Regions from separate parts of the Oryctolagus cuniculus genome. Here region 2 is linked to region 1. Evidence: chromatin contacts called from public Hi-C data. All regions are on one chromosome and are shown on one strand. The core of a region is the stretch at or near the end of the contact, and the rest is flanking DNA. Distances in the headings are between cores, read along the strand shown. Region 1 holds the start of AGMO (alkylglycerol monooxygenase). Region 2 overlaps LOC138845847 (a long non-coding RNA gene).

Evidence for each region. Hi-C and Micro-C count contacts between places; a contact is called where the count stands out from the background.
Region 2: a contact with region 1 is called in a Hi-C map of an unstated tissue, with 2.5 times the contacts expected there. The contact joins the enhancer-like site here to the promoter of AGMO in region 1. A contact is called at or near these places in 2 of 6 Hi-C or Micro-C datasets (skin fibroblasts and an unstated tissue).

The regions. Positions count from the first base shown.
Region 1 is chr16:7,123,636-7,131,408 of mOryCun1.1, reverse strand. It overlaps AGMO (alkylglycerol monooxygenase), which reads left to right and starts at 3,568. Exons shown (of 13, transcript XM_002720858.5): 1 at 3,568-4,013; 2 at 5,473-5,603. The coding sequence starts at 3,888.
Region 2 is chr16:7,697,396-7,705,168 of mOryCun1.1, reverse strand. LOC138845847 (a long non-coding RNA gene) reads left to right here. Exons shown (of 2, transcript XR_011383048.1): 1 at 1-598; 2 at 1,990-5,387. Among named protein-coding and RNA genes, the nearest start is that of CRPPA, 360 kb to the left of the region's middle. Within about 2 kb of position 2,693, at least 3 of the 8 cell types and tissues checked have an H3K27ac peak or open chromatin away from gene starts, as enhancers often do.

The DNA of each region.
Region 1 (7,773 bases), core at 2,319-4,818:
TCACTTAATTTCTAAGACACACACCATCCTTCAATTAGCTGGGAAGCAGAAATGGATGACTTAGGAAAAAAGAAAAAAGTCAGAGTCAACCCAGGCTTAATTTGAATCTGAAATATTTGATACCAAAGAAAATGCACAACTCCAATTTCTGAGTCCCCTTTACTCCCACTTCCTCACAATGAGCATCTTCCAGAAAAGAGTTTTAAATGATTTATAGCTTCATAAGTGTCGAGACAAAGTATTCTGTGCATTGGGGATGCTAACGTTGACTGTAATTACCGAAGATCCTTCTGCCCTGTGGTCCTCAGAGATATCTTGGCTTTCATCATCTGATTCACACTTAGTTGCCCGATCCATGGTTCTTTTTGAATCATCATGATTATCATCATCATTATCATTATTATGAGAATTTGAGAGACAAATATAGAAAGAGAGACCAACAGACTGGAAGACTCCCAGTTGCTGGTCCATTCCCCCAGCTGCCTTCAATGGCCAGAGCTGGGCTAGGCTGAAGCCAAAAGCTTGGAACTCAATCCAGGTCTCCCGTGTGGGTGGAAAGGACCTAGCTACTTGAGCCATCAGCTGTTGCCTCCCAGGGTACATATTAGCAGAAAGCTGGAATTAGGAACAAAGCCAGGATTTGAATGTGGCACTGATCTAAGATGTGGGCATCTAAATCAGTCTTAACTGCTGTATCTAAGCCTGCCCTAGGAACTGAGTAGTCACTTCTTTTCTTTTTTTTCCCAGATGACCTGGTGTGAAGCACTGTCAGGAGTGGGCCAGGGCAGTCATGGTTGAAGAAAGAGTTTCTCTGGATCTCTGGGTGTGTCATTGGCAGGATCACGCAATGTGGGTGGAATCTGTGGTGACAGCAGCAGCTTCTGCCCGGCACCTGCTCAGGCTGTTGTGCAGGGAATTGCCTCTGCTAAGACACTTGGTGGGCCGATTTTTCTCTCCTTTTTCTGTCTACAAGCATGTTTCTGAGCCCAGCCCCTGGAGTAGTGGCAGCACCTTATCTACCATTAGAAGACCCTTCATTTTTCATTAGCTGCTTCCTCAATACTGCAATTCCCTGCTGTGGCTGACAGTTTTTTACAGTAACAAATAACGGTGTGCTTTCTCTTTCTAGATCACAAATATCAGTATTTACCAGAGACTCCTAGTAAGATTCTTTAAACTGTCATTTCAATGCAGAAATCTGATGTCTTTCAGTACGCACTTAATTGCAAATGCGAGCACTGGGGGTGAGCACTTCCCTCAGGTTCTGCATGCTACTGGGCTCTCCCAGCTCAGGCCCTCTCCACCTTGTACCCTGTAAAGTACATAGAAGACAAAACTCTATGGCAAGTTTCCATTGCTAGCAAGCTTTGGGCAAAGATCTGAGGGACACGTGGATAGAAAGACATCCAAAGGCATCTTAGAAACACACGAAGTGCATGCAAACACACACACACACACACACACATTTTACCTCTCCCAGCATTCTCATTTCAATTATGCATTAGGAGTGATTACATCATTGTATCTGTATATGAGTTCCTTACTACTTTCTGTCTAATTTTACATAACTCTCCTCCCACCACTCCACACTCACTCACAATCTGCAAATCTTCCAAATTCTTTCCACAAACACATTCCAGGCCTTTTTCAAGGTAAAATGCTATACTTACTCCAGTATTAATGCATTTTTAAAAAATTTATTTATTTATTTGAAAGAGTTACACACAGAGAGAAGGTGAGGCAGAGAAAGAGAGGGAGAAAGAGAAAGAGAGAAAGAGAGAAAGAGAGAGAGAGAGAGAGAGATCTTTCATCCACTGGTTCACTCCTCAACTGGCCACAACAGCCAGAGCTGGGCCAATCCAAAGCCAGGAGCCAAGAGCTTCTTCCAGGTCTCTCATGTGGGCACAGGGGCCCGAGGACTTGGGACATCTACTGCTTTCCCAGGCCATAGCAGAGATCTGGATCAGAAGTGGAGTAGCCAGGACTCAAACTGGTGCCCATGTGGGATGTCAGCACTGCAGGTGGCGGCTTAACCCGCTATGCCACAGCACCAGCCCCTTAATGCATTTCCAACCATGTAGCATGTGGAAGCATGTACCATATTTATTTGGCTCTATCTCTGTTTTCCTTGTGAGCAATTATGAACTTTTTGGTTACTGTACCCTAATCCCATTTTTTCCTAAGTCCTATGGTTCCTACTGCACAGTTTTGCGAAGTCTTCTGGTTTTTAGGAACACATATGCCACATGAAGGCAGAACTGACTGCACTTACAATGTTAATAGCTTTTCTCACTAGTCATTTACTTGATGCCTAACTAGTTTCCTTTTTTTTTTTTCCTAAAACAACCATGTATTACTAATTTAAGTAAATTTGGGGCTGGCACTGTGGCATAGCAGGGAAAGTTGCCACCTGCAGTGCCGGCATCCCATGTGTCTGGCTGCTCCACTTCCCATCCAGCTCTCTGCTATGGCCTGGGAAAGCAGCAGAGGATGGCCTGAGTCCTTGGGCCCCTGCGTCCACATGGGAGACTGGAAGAAGCTCCTGGTTCCTGGCTTTAGATCAGCTCAGCTCTGCCTGTTGTGGCCATGTGGAGAGTGAACCGGCGGATGGAAGACCTCTCTCCCTCTTTCTCTCTGCCTCTGCCTCTCTGTAACTCTGCCTTTCAAATAAATAAATAAATCTTTAAAAAATTCAGTAAGTTCATGTAAACATGCTTAAAAGATGAGGTAGAAGCAGGATTAACACAATTATTCTGGGTCAAATCCAGGGCTATTCTTGACAGCTCTGTTCATTCACTGGTGAAACTCACTGGGTCCTGTGGTGCCTTATAGTTGACCTAAAAAGTGCAATCACTTCAGCTCTTTCTGGAAAACAAAGATAAGGTCTCACAGCAACAGTTCAGCAGCTTCTTCATTCTGGTGATAAGAATAGGGTGTCACTGGCCAGCCTTCCAGTAAACAAGGTAGATTATGTCATCCACCAAACGCCTCTAAATCGGTCAACAGACACTCAGAAGTTATGATTCAGAATCAGAACTACACAAGCAATAAATAACCAGTTCAATGCTCACTGCTCACTGTCTTTCAAGCTAATACTCAGATGCAGGCACCTTGTCCCTATAGGAAATGCAATTCAATGAAAAGACTGTGAACTTAAACCCAGTGCACTTTGTTTTTCTTTTTTCTTACAGCCAACAAGTTATCTTTAATGTAATCAAAATTGCTTCCTTGAATCAAAACAAACAGAAATGTTGGTGCTGTTCTATCTTCAATGAAAAATCAGGCAAGCTCTGAGATGTTATTCTTAAGCAATATTATATACGGGTATTATATACGAATCATATATACATTTGCACCTGCAGATTATATACTAATAAGTGTAGGTGCTTTGAATTCAACCTACACTGGATTCACAGGTCTGTCGTTAATCAATCACTTTCTCTGCTTCCTAGTGCACTTCAATAATTTTCGTTGAGCGAATGAACTTTTCGAAGGGAGAAGGAACTCTCCTCCTGTGATTTGACTCTGGAATGTTGGCCCAGTGTTTCAGCGTGAACTTTCACCTGCGTTTTCAGCGTCTGGTTTCCTTTCGCTTTCCAAGGCACGGCAGTGGCTTTCCTGCTCTCTTCCTTTTCCTTAGTTGGTGGCGCAGCGCTGTGCACCTGCGACCTGGGTGTGAGCGAGGGAGCCCGCTGGACTCTGGACGGGACCTCGGTCCCTGTGTTTGCTGTCTCTGCCGTTGGCCGCCCTCTCTGTAAGCTTTGTTTCTCGCTGTCCGCAGACAAAGGGCTTGTTCTCTGCTGCACAACTCGTCCTGGTTGTTCAGCCACTGGCTTCCACCACGGAATCTCAAATAGTCTCCAGCTGGGCGTCTCCCGAGGGCAGAGATGAGGAACCCAGGAGCTCCCCAGGCCGGCTCCATCTCCCAGGGCTTCCGTGTGATGTTTTACATGGTACAGCCCAATGAGACAACATTTCAGACCCTAGAAGAGGTGCCGGATTACGTAAAACAGGTGAGCCCGTGGGGAAGAGAGAGAGAGAAGCTATTCTGGCTCCTTTCTCTGTAAAAACCAGGGCCACATAGCCTGCGGATTTGTTCGCTCTCATTCTTGAAACGATGGAATTCTAACGTTCAGTTCGATGGGGCTGGATTTGCAAGCCATAGGCACAGCTGTCTTTATGTATAAACGCCCTCCTTTATGAATCACTCTAGGATATGACAAGCTTTTGAAAGTTTCCTGGGACACTGTGGCATTGAAAAGCGGGCTGGTGGGAGCTCAGTGAGGAACAGGCGGGAGAGGCCGTCAGTAGACTGTGGCAGTGGCATTCTGGAGCGCTCAGCCTGTGCACTGTGTCCTCGTTAACTTGGTGGCGCTGCTCTGCAGGCTGTAAGACGCGCTGCCCGACGAGTCCAGCTCTCCCTTCCCGAGGTTGAACTTGCACCAAGTTTTCTCTGAAACTCTCAAGTATGCAGGGGTATTTTTCACTGCTGCTTCCTGGCTGGGCTTGGAAGTGGAAATATCCAGAATTAGAACTTGAACACTGAAATTCTCCACCCTGTCAAAGTTGCTCCTACAACACTTGACTAGTGCAGGCCAGAAATAGAAAACAAAAATGACATCACGTAATCAGTTCTTGGGAGTTCTGTTTAGAAAACTCCAAACCAAAACTCCAAAATGAGGAAAACCCACATACTTTTGAGCAAGTCTTCAGTGAAAAAGTGTGGTGCTCGTGTCTTCATAAATCATTACGATTTATATTACAACACCAAACCCAATCCAAGTCTGAGACATCAGTAGTGGAGCCTGAAGAATACTTAATCAGAATTGAATGAATAAAACTTGAATGGTGTTTTAAATATGTAAAATGACCTTGTCATCAGAATTCTCAGTAAAAAATTGTCCCTACTCTTTCAACATCATCATTAGAAGTAGTTCTGATGATTTTAGCATAAACGTCTGGCATTTGGGGAGTGAACCAGCAGATGAAAAATCTCTCTTTATCTCTCGCTGTCTCTCTATATATTTATAACTCTAACTCTTAAAATAGGTAAAAAAAAAAGATAGTTAAAAAAAGAAAAGTAAATAAGCACATAATTAAAAGGCTGGAATTTTGTATATTCCTAGAGCAAGCTTCATGAAGTGTAGATAAAAGACTTCTGAAGAATTAGCTTATTGTATATGTATTTTTTGTGTTTCACTTAAAATATATCTTTCCTAATCCATTTTCTTGGCATAACTTACCATGGTCACAACCATTTTATTTTCAAATTGGCAATAGAATTTGGGCACATTTGGTGTGTGTCCAAAAGAGCTGGACTTTTTTAAAAGTCTGTTGGGTAGGGAATGAACTTGATGGATATGTGCACACACTCTCCTGCTGCACCTCTGACATTGTGCCTCCCGATTCTGGAAAGACTGCGCAGGAAATGTGGAATAACTTCATACTAATCATTGCAACATCTCTTTCCAGGCAACTCCGATTTTCATTTCCTTGATGCTGCTCGAACTGATTGTCAGCTGGATTCACAAAGGGAAGCTACCAGGTGGTCTGGATGATGCTTTAACATCCATGTCAGCAGGTGTGCTCTCCCGGCTTCCAGGGTGAGTTTGATGGCTAGAAATGTTGAGTGAATACCCTGCAACCTGCTGGATAGGGAATTACTTAATTTATACATGTTCTTGTCATTATTTAAACTGTATATTTGGTTTGTTGATCTCTTGTATTCATTCACAAAAAAGTCACCCTATTATTTCACTTGCTCACTGAGTTTATGGCACCCCCCTCAAACCTTGTGCCCAAGTAAGTACCTCACCTGCCCTACCACAGGCTTGTCCCAGAGTTGTGATCTAGTGGTCTACTGGAGACTGAATTTTGCATCGATCAAATTCACATGTAAAATCACTGTTCCAGTCACACAAATCTCCAGATTACTGCAATGGTCTCCTAACTGTGTCCTGTCTAGTACTACTCCATCTGTCTGGAGTATTAGTTAGTATTAACATCATCCCTAGTTTTATCTCATGTGGGTCTCGGTTCTGCCATCTGTCTCTAATAATATCTCATCTGTCTTTAGTACTACCCCCTGTCTCCAGTACTGTCCCAAACACAGCCACACATTTGCATCACAGGAATCTGATAGAAACTTTTCACTGGGTCTATATTGCCCTGAGGATAAGGTACAAGTTCCTTTCCTGGATACAGAGGACTTTGTCTCTCTGTTCACACTTCTGGCCTCCCACCTGCTATCCCTTTGTTCCACAAGGGGTTTCTACCCACCATTACCCACCTGTCCCAGGTGCTGGAGACCTTTCCAAGTGGGCCACTCTGACCACTCACTAGATCTGAACATAGACATCATATTCTTTTTTTTTAAGATTTATTTATTTATTTGAAAGTCAGAGTTACACAGAGAAGGAAGGAGAGGCAGAAAGAGACACACACACACACACACAGAGAGAGAGAGAGAGAGAGAGAGAGAGAGGTTTTCCATCTGCTGGTTCATTCCCCACTGGCCACAAAGGCCTGAGCTATGCCAATCTGAAGTCAGGAGCTAGGAGCTTCTTCCAGGTCTTCCATGTGGGTGCAGGGCCCAAGGACTTGGGCCATCTTCTACTGCTTTCCCAGGCCACAGCAGAGAGCTGGACCGGAAGTGGAGCAGCCAGGACTTGAACTGGTGCCCATGTGGGATGCTGGTACTGCAGGTGGTGGCTTTACCTGCTATGCCACAATGCCGGCACTGACATCATATTCTTAAATCGAGCCTCTCTGTTTTCCAATCCTATGTTAGACACCACGTCACTTACACTCCCATGGGATCCCATGCTTGCCCCAGACAGGGAATCACCATGTGATACTTTCCTGCCTCCCTCCTAGCCTTTCCTCCTAGACTGCTCGCAACTTGAGAGCAAGGGTTGTGCTCTCCTGGTTTTAGCAGGAGCAATGCCTGGTGCATGGGAAAATGTTCACAAAAATATTATGGTCTTTTACTGTCATGAAAGTGATGAAATTGCATGAAGATGCAGCCAAACAATTGTAATCAGCAAATGATCTGCCTTTTTTTTTTTTTTTGAGCAAATAATAAATGCACGAAAAAGGGAGACCAGTGACTAGACGGAATCTTCAGTACATTAGGATTTACCACAGAGGCAGAGGGCGAAAGAAATTCCAGGAGAAGTCTATGCTTTGAGCTGAGGAATGTTCTCATTCCAGTTGCCCACCCATTGCGTCTTTTTCTGTTTTAAGAGCTTTACTTCTGACCAGTGCTCATTGCTTTGGAATGTCTGTATGAACCGCCCAGGCAGAAACCAAGGTAGATGAAAAAAAAATGCAATCAAAGCTTACAGATATCTGAGAAAAGGTGAAATAATTTCATACAATCACTTAACATGACTTAGATACAAAGCAAAAACCTAAAAGCAAAGTTTTTTCAATAGTGTTCCTAGGAGTCACGTAGGTTATTAGGTATATAGTCGTGGTAGTAATAGCAATGCTAAGGACTCTTTATAAATGCTTGTAGGTTTACATATTGCAGTCTCACTCTGAGGAGCGTAACGTCTCAAGCTACTTGCAACGAATTCCCAGATTGTCTTAAGTAAGAATTTAAAAGTATAGACGACTTCCTCTACTACGTGTCTCTCTGGAACGGAGATGATGAATACATTCAGCGTACTCGAGGGATAAAGGGACTTGGATGTAAAATGGTTATTGAAAAATACTCAGTTGGTTGCCGGAGCTCATTTTGAGAATGTTAAGTGTATAGGATTATAGAAA
Region 2 (7,773 bases), core at 1,444-3,943, 570 kb before region 1:
CAAAAACACAGCAATACTTAGCTTACTCTTTCCTATCTTTTGATGTACATATATATGTATTTGTATCTTATAACAAATTTCCCGATGTTATCTGAATCCCTCCCCATCAGAGAAGATCGAGGTGTGTGTTTGTGTGGCCCCTAAGGATGTCACAGGTCTGCTGCAGGTCACCAGCTACTTGTGGTTGGATCAGGTTCACTGAGGGGACCTGCCAGAACACAGGCAGGACAGCCGGCGTCTCCGGTTTCTCTGTCCCTGGGCTCCGGGCTCTGGTGCAGGTTTGATTATGAAGACTGCCTTTCTGCTTTGCAGAGGTCCATTGAGTCTCACGGAGCTCATTTGCTTGCAAAGGAACTCTGGCTACTGCTCAGGTGCAATGCCTTGTCTCCAGCAGGGTTCACTTTACCGGAGGTGAGATCCAAGAATGGCTTTTTAATGGGAGACGGAGGATTTCTGCAAGACGGCTGGCTCGCTGGCGTTTCTTGCTTCCATGGAGTTTCTCTCCTTCAGACGTGACGCAGGGCCACCAGATAGGACTCCTGCCTCCGGCTGCATGCTTCTCATCCGCCTGGCTGCCTCTCCCAGTCTGACTCCACAGGTTCGTTTACAGCCGTCCAGTGGAGTCGGCCAGCCCTAGGTGTTGTGCGCCACCCCTCCAGGGATCATTCCCATATGGTCTTTGAGGGGAGGACACAGTTCATTTCCATGCAATTCAAATGAGCAGATTTCTTTTCTTTATTACACCACTGCTCTTGGAGGCAGGCCACCAGAGGCAGTGCCTGACTCTCCAAGGAATGCTCTACCCACTCCGTCCGTTTTTGCAGGACATTTGGCTCGGACTCCGGTCGGTTGATCACACATGTGCAACAGATGTGTGAGCATGCGTAGCGAAAATAAAAAATACAAAATCCCAGCAGTGCACTGTGGGAAATGTAGCAGAACTACTGAAAAGCAGGGACACAAAAGAAGTCTGGTACTCAGGCTCGGATTTGTGTTGTTGGAAGGGCAGTGTTTCTTATTAATCGCTCCCTCCTTTCCTAGGAGGAAGAGGTGTAGGTTTCCATGGTTATTTTGCCGTGATTTTTTTTTTTTTTTTGCGCATAACAGGGGTGAGAAAGCTTTGCTTCAACGACCTCATCTTATAAAGATAGAATTTTAAATATTTTGACGAGACTTTCTTATGCACTGGCACACTTCCACTGGAAAAGCCACCCATTTGCAAGAGAAGAGATAAAAAGCATACATGCTTTCATCCATGCCCCCTGGGCTTACATAGAGAGAGAGAGCAAGAGAGAGAGCCACAGCTAGAGAGAAAGAGAGAGAGAGAGCGCCAGCTGTTTTTCTCATGGTGAATAAAGGTTACTTGGGGAAATCTCTCTTCCTGTTTTTATATGGACAACTAAATTGTTACATAGCCAGTTAATTTTGGTTGGGTCAACAGTACAAGGTTAACTATTGGAACCTTCCTCTCTGCCTGTGTGAGAGAAGATGGTGAGCAGGGGTAGAAAGAAGAAAATGAAATACGGTGGCACAGGCTGGAAGTGCTGTTTATTTGAGAAATATTTATTTTTGTTTTTATTGCCTTTGAGAAGATTTTATACTCCCTCCTCTTCGTCTTCTAGGAAATGGCAGAGGATTTTGAAAAACCGAGGGGTGGGAACTTAGATTCGGAAAAGGATTTTTATGTACTTATTTATGCAAAGAAAGCAAATATCATGAAGTGCATATATTCAGTTTTGAGAACAAAATGATACTTTCCATCCTCCCCAACCTACTCTCCCTCCCTCCTTCCTTTTCCACTCTCCTGCCTCCTTCCCAGAAAGCATTTTCTAATACAGTAGCATACTTAGAAAAAAATATATCACTTTTATTTTCTAAGGGGACCGTGTTGTCAAAGCTAGAGCTTAATTTTTTTTGGCCTGGAAGAGATTTACCCTCTTTTCAAGCTGTGTCATGGTGCTATATTCTCTGTCTAATCTTGAATGTAAGGAATGCATCAAAGGACAAGTGGACCAAATTCCTTCAATGGACTCTCAGATATGTTCTCCAGCCACACATTAGAGAACCCAGGACAGAGCGAGTTGGTTGTGGTGGATCGGTTCCACTGCTGTCCCTGGAACTTGGGAGAAAGGTAAGGAGAAACCCGCCCTGCATTGTTATAAGGATGGTTGTTCATTCATATCCTTCTGCTCTTAATAAACGTCCCCAAGAAAAACATTCTGCAGCAGCCACTCATAAAGAAGCAGAAAATGGCAAAACCACAGCAGAGAAGGAAACCTATGTGAAAACAGTGGTTGTGTCTTCCTGGATACAGAAAACAAATAGAGCTCTTGAAGAAGCTTGCCAATATATGCCTGCCAAATAAAATATTGTTTTATGAAGTCAGGAAAAAACTAATTTTAAAGGTTATTGTAGGTTATTTGTGGTCACTTCTGGTGTGCATACAGCATGATGTCATCCTGAAGGCTTCTCTATTTATATTTCAGTCTTAGAGGACTTTTGTCTAAGACTGGATCTCAGCTACTAGGGACATCTAAAATACTCTTGTTCAGAACTCATAAAAATCTAGACTGAAAAAAAAAAAAAAAACTAGGGGAGATGGAAAAAGTCCCCCAGCCAAGGCCAGAGGAGAAATCATCGGGGGCAGATCCATCTTCTGAAATCATCCCTTCCCTGCGGACATCTGCTCAGGACACAGTATGCTGGGGAGTTCAGCACAGCACTGGCTAGCAGCCATGGATCCTAGTGGCCCTCTGAGTGGGGTGGACCGGCTCCGACCAGAGACTTCATCTGGGGAGAGGAGCAGGGAACTCCTTGGGCCCTGGGCTTTCTCTCCTCCAGCCCCGGCCCCTGCTCTTCTTGCCTTTTGTCTACGTGATCTCTTGGGGGCACTTTCCCTTCATCCTTGCAGCAGGGCCAATTTTTTTTTATTTGTGAGATTTTTCTTTTTTCTTTCTTTTTTTTTTTTTGTCTTGGAAAACCCCTCTTTGTGGAGCTAGGAAATGTCAAACAAGAATTGACAAAGAAGGTCAGTGAGATGTTAATACTTGGACATGGGGGTTGCTAAAAAATCTGTTGGGGGAGGGGGAACCCCAGCAATTGGATATTAGAAAGAACACAGAGCTTTCAGCCTTATGCTGAAAAAATGACACATTGAACTTTATATCCAGATAATAAGCTGACATCAGTTACATCATCTTTAAATTCATTCATTTATTAAAAATGTTTTTTTCGAGCATCTTGGAGTGTCGTGCATATTGGTGTTCAAGAATAATAAGAGGCAGTTAATCTAGAAACCAGGAGAAGGTGGTGAGTGTGACAGAGAAGGGAGAAACAGATAAGGCTGTGGAGTGCTGGGAGGGCAGAGTTGTAACTTTAAATCGAGTGCCCCGATGACATCTCACTAAGAAAGCGACGTCTGAGCACGCAGTTGTGGAAGAGGCAAACCATCTTTCTATCTCCAGTTGAGGACAAGGAAATAAAAAGATCTTGAAGCAGGATCACACGTGGTATGTTGAAGGCACAGCACACAGGCCAGTGTGAGTGGTGCATAAGCTGTGGACAGATCAGCACCACACACACCATTGCGCAAGTGTGTTTCTGCCTCCACGCCCGCAGGTGCTTCGGGATGCTTGCGAGATTAGACCAAATACTTCATCAGCCACGTGCTGCCCCTGAACATGAGAGCGTGCTGCTCCCAGGGCAGGTTCAGGTAGAATTTTGAAAACCTGCTCTTTGCTTGAGAATGGGACGTTTGAGCAAATCCAGTGAGCTGGGAGATGATGTGAAGTCACCGCCCCTAAGTCAGCAGCTGTCAGAGGAGGCGATACAGCAATGTGTTTGTGGACATCTGATCTGCAGGGATGGCAAGCACTCCTAACCTATAAACAGATTTTATCTGGAGGTTGGCAGTGCTCCCTAACTGAGCCTTCCTTTGTGCAAGGCCGAGACTGGGGAATTATTTCCTCATCTCTCTTTACATGGTGTGAAAATAATACAAAGCCCAAGATTCATTCAGTTCTGATAAAACAGAGCTATAGATAATATAAAGACAAGATAAAAAATTGTGCAATGAGTCTGGAAATAAGAAAATCAAAACTGAGATTTTTTGAAAGATTAATTTTTATGTATTTGGAAGAGTTACAGAGAAAGAGAGAGAAAGAGAGAGAAAGAGAGAGAAAGAGAGAGAGAGAGAGAGAGAGAGAGAGTCTTCCATCTGCTGGTTCACTTCCCAAATGGCTGCAATGGCCAGAGCTGGTCCAATCTGAAGCCAGGAGACAGAAGCTTCTTCTGGGTCTCCCACATGGTTGCAGGGGCCCAAGGATTTGGGCCAACCTCCACTGCTTTCCCAGGTGCATTAGCAGGGAGCTGGATTGAAAGTGGAGAAAGTGGAGCAGCTGGGATTATAACTGGCACCCACATGGGATGGCAGCACTGCAGGCAATGGCTTTAATTCACTTCACCACAGTGCCAGCCCCAAAACTGGGCTATTAATAAAAACTTTAGTACAATTCTGTACTACACGGAATACTTGTTCACAAGGGATAATTTTAGCAAGATGTGATTTGGGGTTTCCTTGTTCCTGGGGTGTCGTGTGCCAGCGGGAATTTCTTGGAAAGAAAGATGAAAGACTGAATTAGAACTAGGGATAGGAACACGATCGGAACACTCCCTTTTTCTTATTTTAATTGCAGGAGGAAGAGAATAGATTTTAGTCTCTGGACAAGATTGTCCTCTGTCTTTCACAGCATCCAGAGAGCTGGGATCTTTTAACAGCACCAGTAGCAAAACCATCCAAGGAATGGAGCATGTGTCAGCCACCTTGCTAGGGGATGGGTTTGCAACTTAGCATTCCTTCAAAAGAAAATGTTTTGTCCCCCAGGACAGTTTTAAATCTGAAAACAAAGGCAAGCCGAATAAATTTCATGCAGGGCTAACCAGGGATAGGGTGAGGTGGACTCACTGAGGGACTCTGATCTCTGCTGGCTGTGAGAGCAAGAGCATTGCAGTCACCTCTTGTGGGTGTGTTCACATTAAGTGCAGTCTACAACAACTCTGAAGGATGCCTCACTTCAGCTGTGCTCTGACCAACCCATGGGCTCTCAGGTACCTCTTTCTGTCGCCTTTCCATGACTGATGTGGGCAACTCAGCCCACCTACCGTGATGATTGTAAAATATTCCATAAGCCTTTAAGATTACTTTTTGCCACTCAGTTCTTGGGCTTATTTAGCCTCTTTTGGAGCAAAGGGAAACAGATATTTGTTACACAATAGGACACGGGATAGCACCTTGGCACAGGAGTAAAAATAGTCTTGAGTGGAAGGCGTAAGATGAAGCTCCAGTGTTGGCCAATCCCTGGGATGATATCAGTTCTGTACAAGAAAAATTATTTTAAAATAGTTATTTATTTATTTGAAAGGCAGAGTTGCACAGAAAGAAGGAGAGACAGAAAGAATTTTCCATCCATTGGTTACCTCCCCAAATAGCAGAAACCCAGCAGCCAAGAATTCCATTCAGGTCTCCCACTTGGGTGCAGGGGCCCAAGCACTTGGGCCATCTGCTGCTGCTTTTCCCAGGCACATTAGCAGGGAGCTGGATGGGAAGTGGAGCAGCTCGGATTCCAACTGTCACTCTTGTGGGACGAAAGTGTCACGGGTGACAGCTTAGCCTGTTGAGCTACACTGGACCCAGGGGCACGAGGTTCTTTATTTTGGCTTTGTGCTCTTAACCTCTCTGAACATGATTTATTCACACAGGAAATGATCACCTAGAAGAAGAAGGTTCTTTCTATTCACAGTCCTTTTCCGAAGGAATTGCCACTTGAAATTCCATTTTTTTTCTTCTCCTACTTGTTTTTCTCAATTCCAGAGAACATCACGATGGCATTGCTTGTGTTCTCTGGAATATTAACTATGGAGTTTCCAATATGACAGCCAGTGCTATACTTTATTCACAGTACCAGGGCCGTTATGTAGCCACAATTGGTCTCAAATTTAAATAATTCCAGTAGGATTTTTCTTTCTTTTATTGATGATGATCAAAAAATTAGATCTCATTTCTTCATATAAACTTTTTTTATTCCAAATGATAAAAAATGAGAATATCTATGCCATTAGAATTCAGAAGCCAGAAGCTTCTTCTGGGTCTCCTATGCGGTGCAGAAGTCCAAGCATGTGGGCCATCTTCCACTGCTTTCTCAGGCCACAGCAGAGAGCTGGAATCAGAAGAGGAGCAACCAGGACATGGAGCGGCACCTGTATGGATGCTGGAGCTGCAAGTGGAGGCTTAGCCACTGAGCCCATAGCCATGGCCCAGGATTAACTTTTCTTTAATTCATTGGTAGCTCAGTGTTTCATTTTTTTATAATTTCCCTGAAAATTGATTTTTTTCTTTAGAGACAAAAGATATATTTATGCTCTTCATGTGCTTATTCATTTTTCATTTCTGTTACTTTTTTTAAAAAAATATTTATCTATTTGAAAGTCATAGTTACAGAGAGATAGGGAGAGACAGAGAGAGAGAGAGAGAGAGATTTTCCATACCCTGGCTCACTCCCCAGATGGTTGCATTGGCCAAGGCTGGGCAAGGCTGAAGCCAGGAGCTCCATCCAGGTCTCCCACGTGGGTGGCAGGAGACCAAGCACTTGGGCCATCTCTGCTGCAAGGAATCAAAGCTGAAAAGATTAATGTAAGTTCAATTTGTTTTGAATTTTATAAATAGAATAATGTGAAGTATGTAATCTTTTGAGGCTACCTATTTTTCTTAACATTTTCTCCATAACATTCATTTTAAACTGTTTCATGTGGCTTTGGTTAGCTTATTTTTACTATAGTATAATTCTCCCTTGTATGAATATACTATAATTTGTCATCTTGAAGATATACATTTAATACTTCCATTATTTCATATTATAAAGTGCTGAAATGAATACTGTTATATGTATTTCATGGATCACACATGTACAAGTTAACCTGAATATGCTCATATGACAATGTGGATAGACCATAGATTATACTATTATCCAATTTCAAAAGATATTGCAAAAATATTTTATAATGCAGTAGAAACACAAGATATTTCTAACATGAATGCCCAAGAGAGTGTGTTGATTCACATACTCTCTATTGCTTGGCACTCCAAAATTTTTCAATTTTTGTCATTGAAAGAGTTCACAATGGACTCACATAACTTTTTATTTCTATACTATGTTTCAAATTAAATTTTGTGCTTGCCATGTTATGAGGGTTAAAGTTGATTTTCCCTACTCACATATCAATTGTCCCAGTACACTTTGTCACTTTGTCACACTTTAATCTTACCCTAAGAATTATCTTGGCATGTTTGTTAATTAATTAGCCACTTACATACTGGTCCAATCTTGCACTCTTCTCTTCCATTGATCTGAAACCAATACTGGACTGTCATGATGATGATGGTAGTATTAGAATAAGTCATGGAACCATGTGATCTAAGTACTTGACACTTGTTCTTGATTTGTAAAACAGTTTTTTATAGCCTTTTGTATTTGCGGGTAAATTTTGATGTCTACTTGTTTTTCTATATTTTTCAACCTAATATTTGATTATTTTTGAGGAAATATATTTTAAATTTACATTATAGTCAAAGATGTAATGACTCCACTAAATAAAGAGGCCGGCGCTGCTGCTCAATAGGCTAATCCTCTGCCTGTGGCGCCGGCATCCCGGGTTCTAGTCCCGGTTAGGCGCCGGATTCTGTCCCAGTTGCTCCTCTTCCAGTGCAGCTCTCTGCTG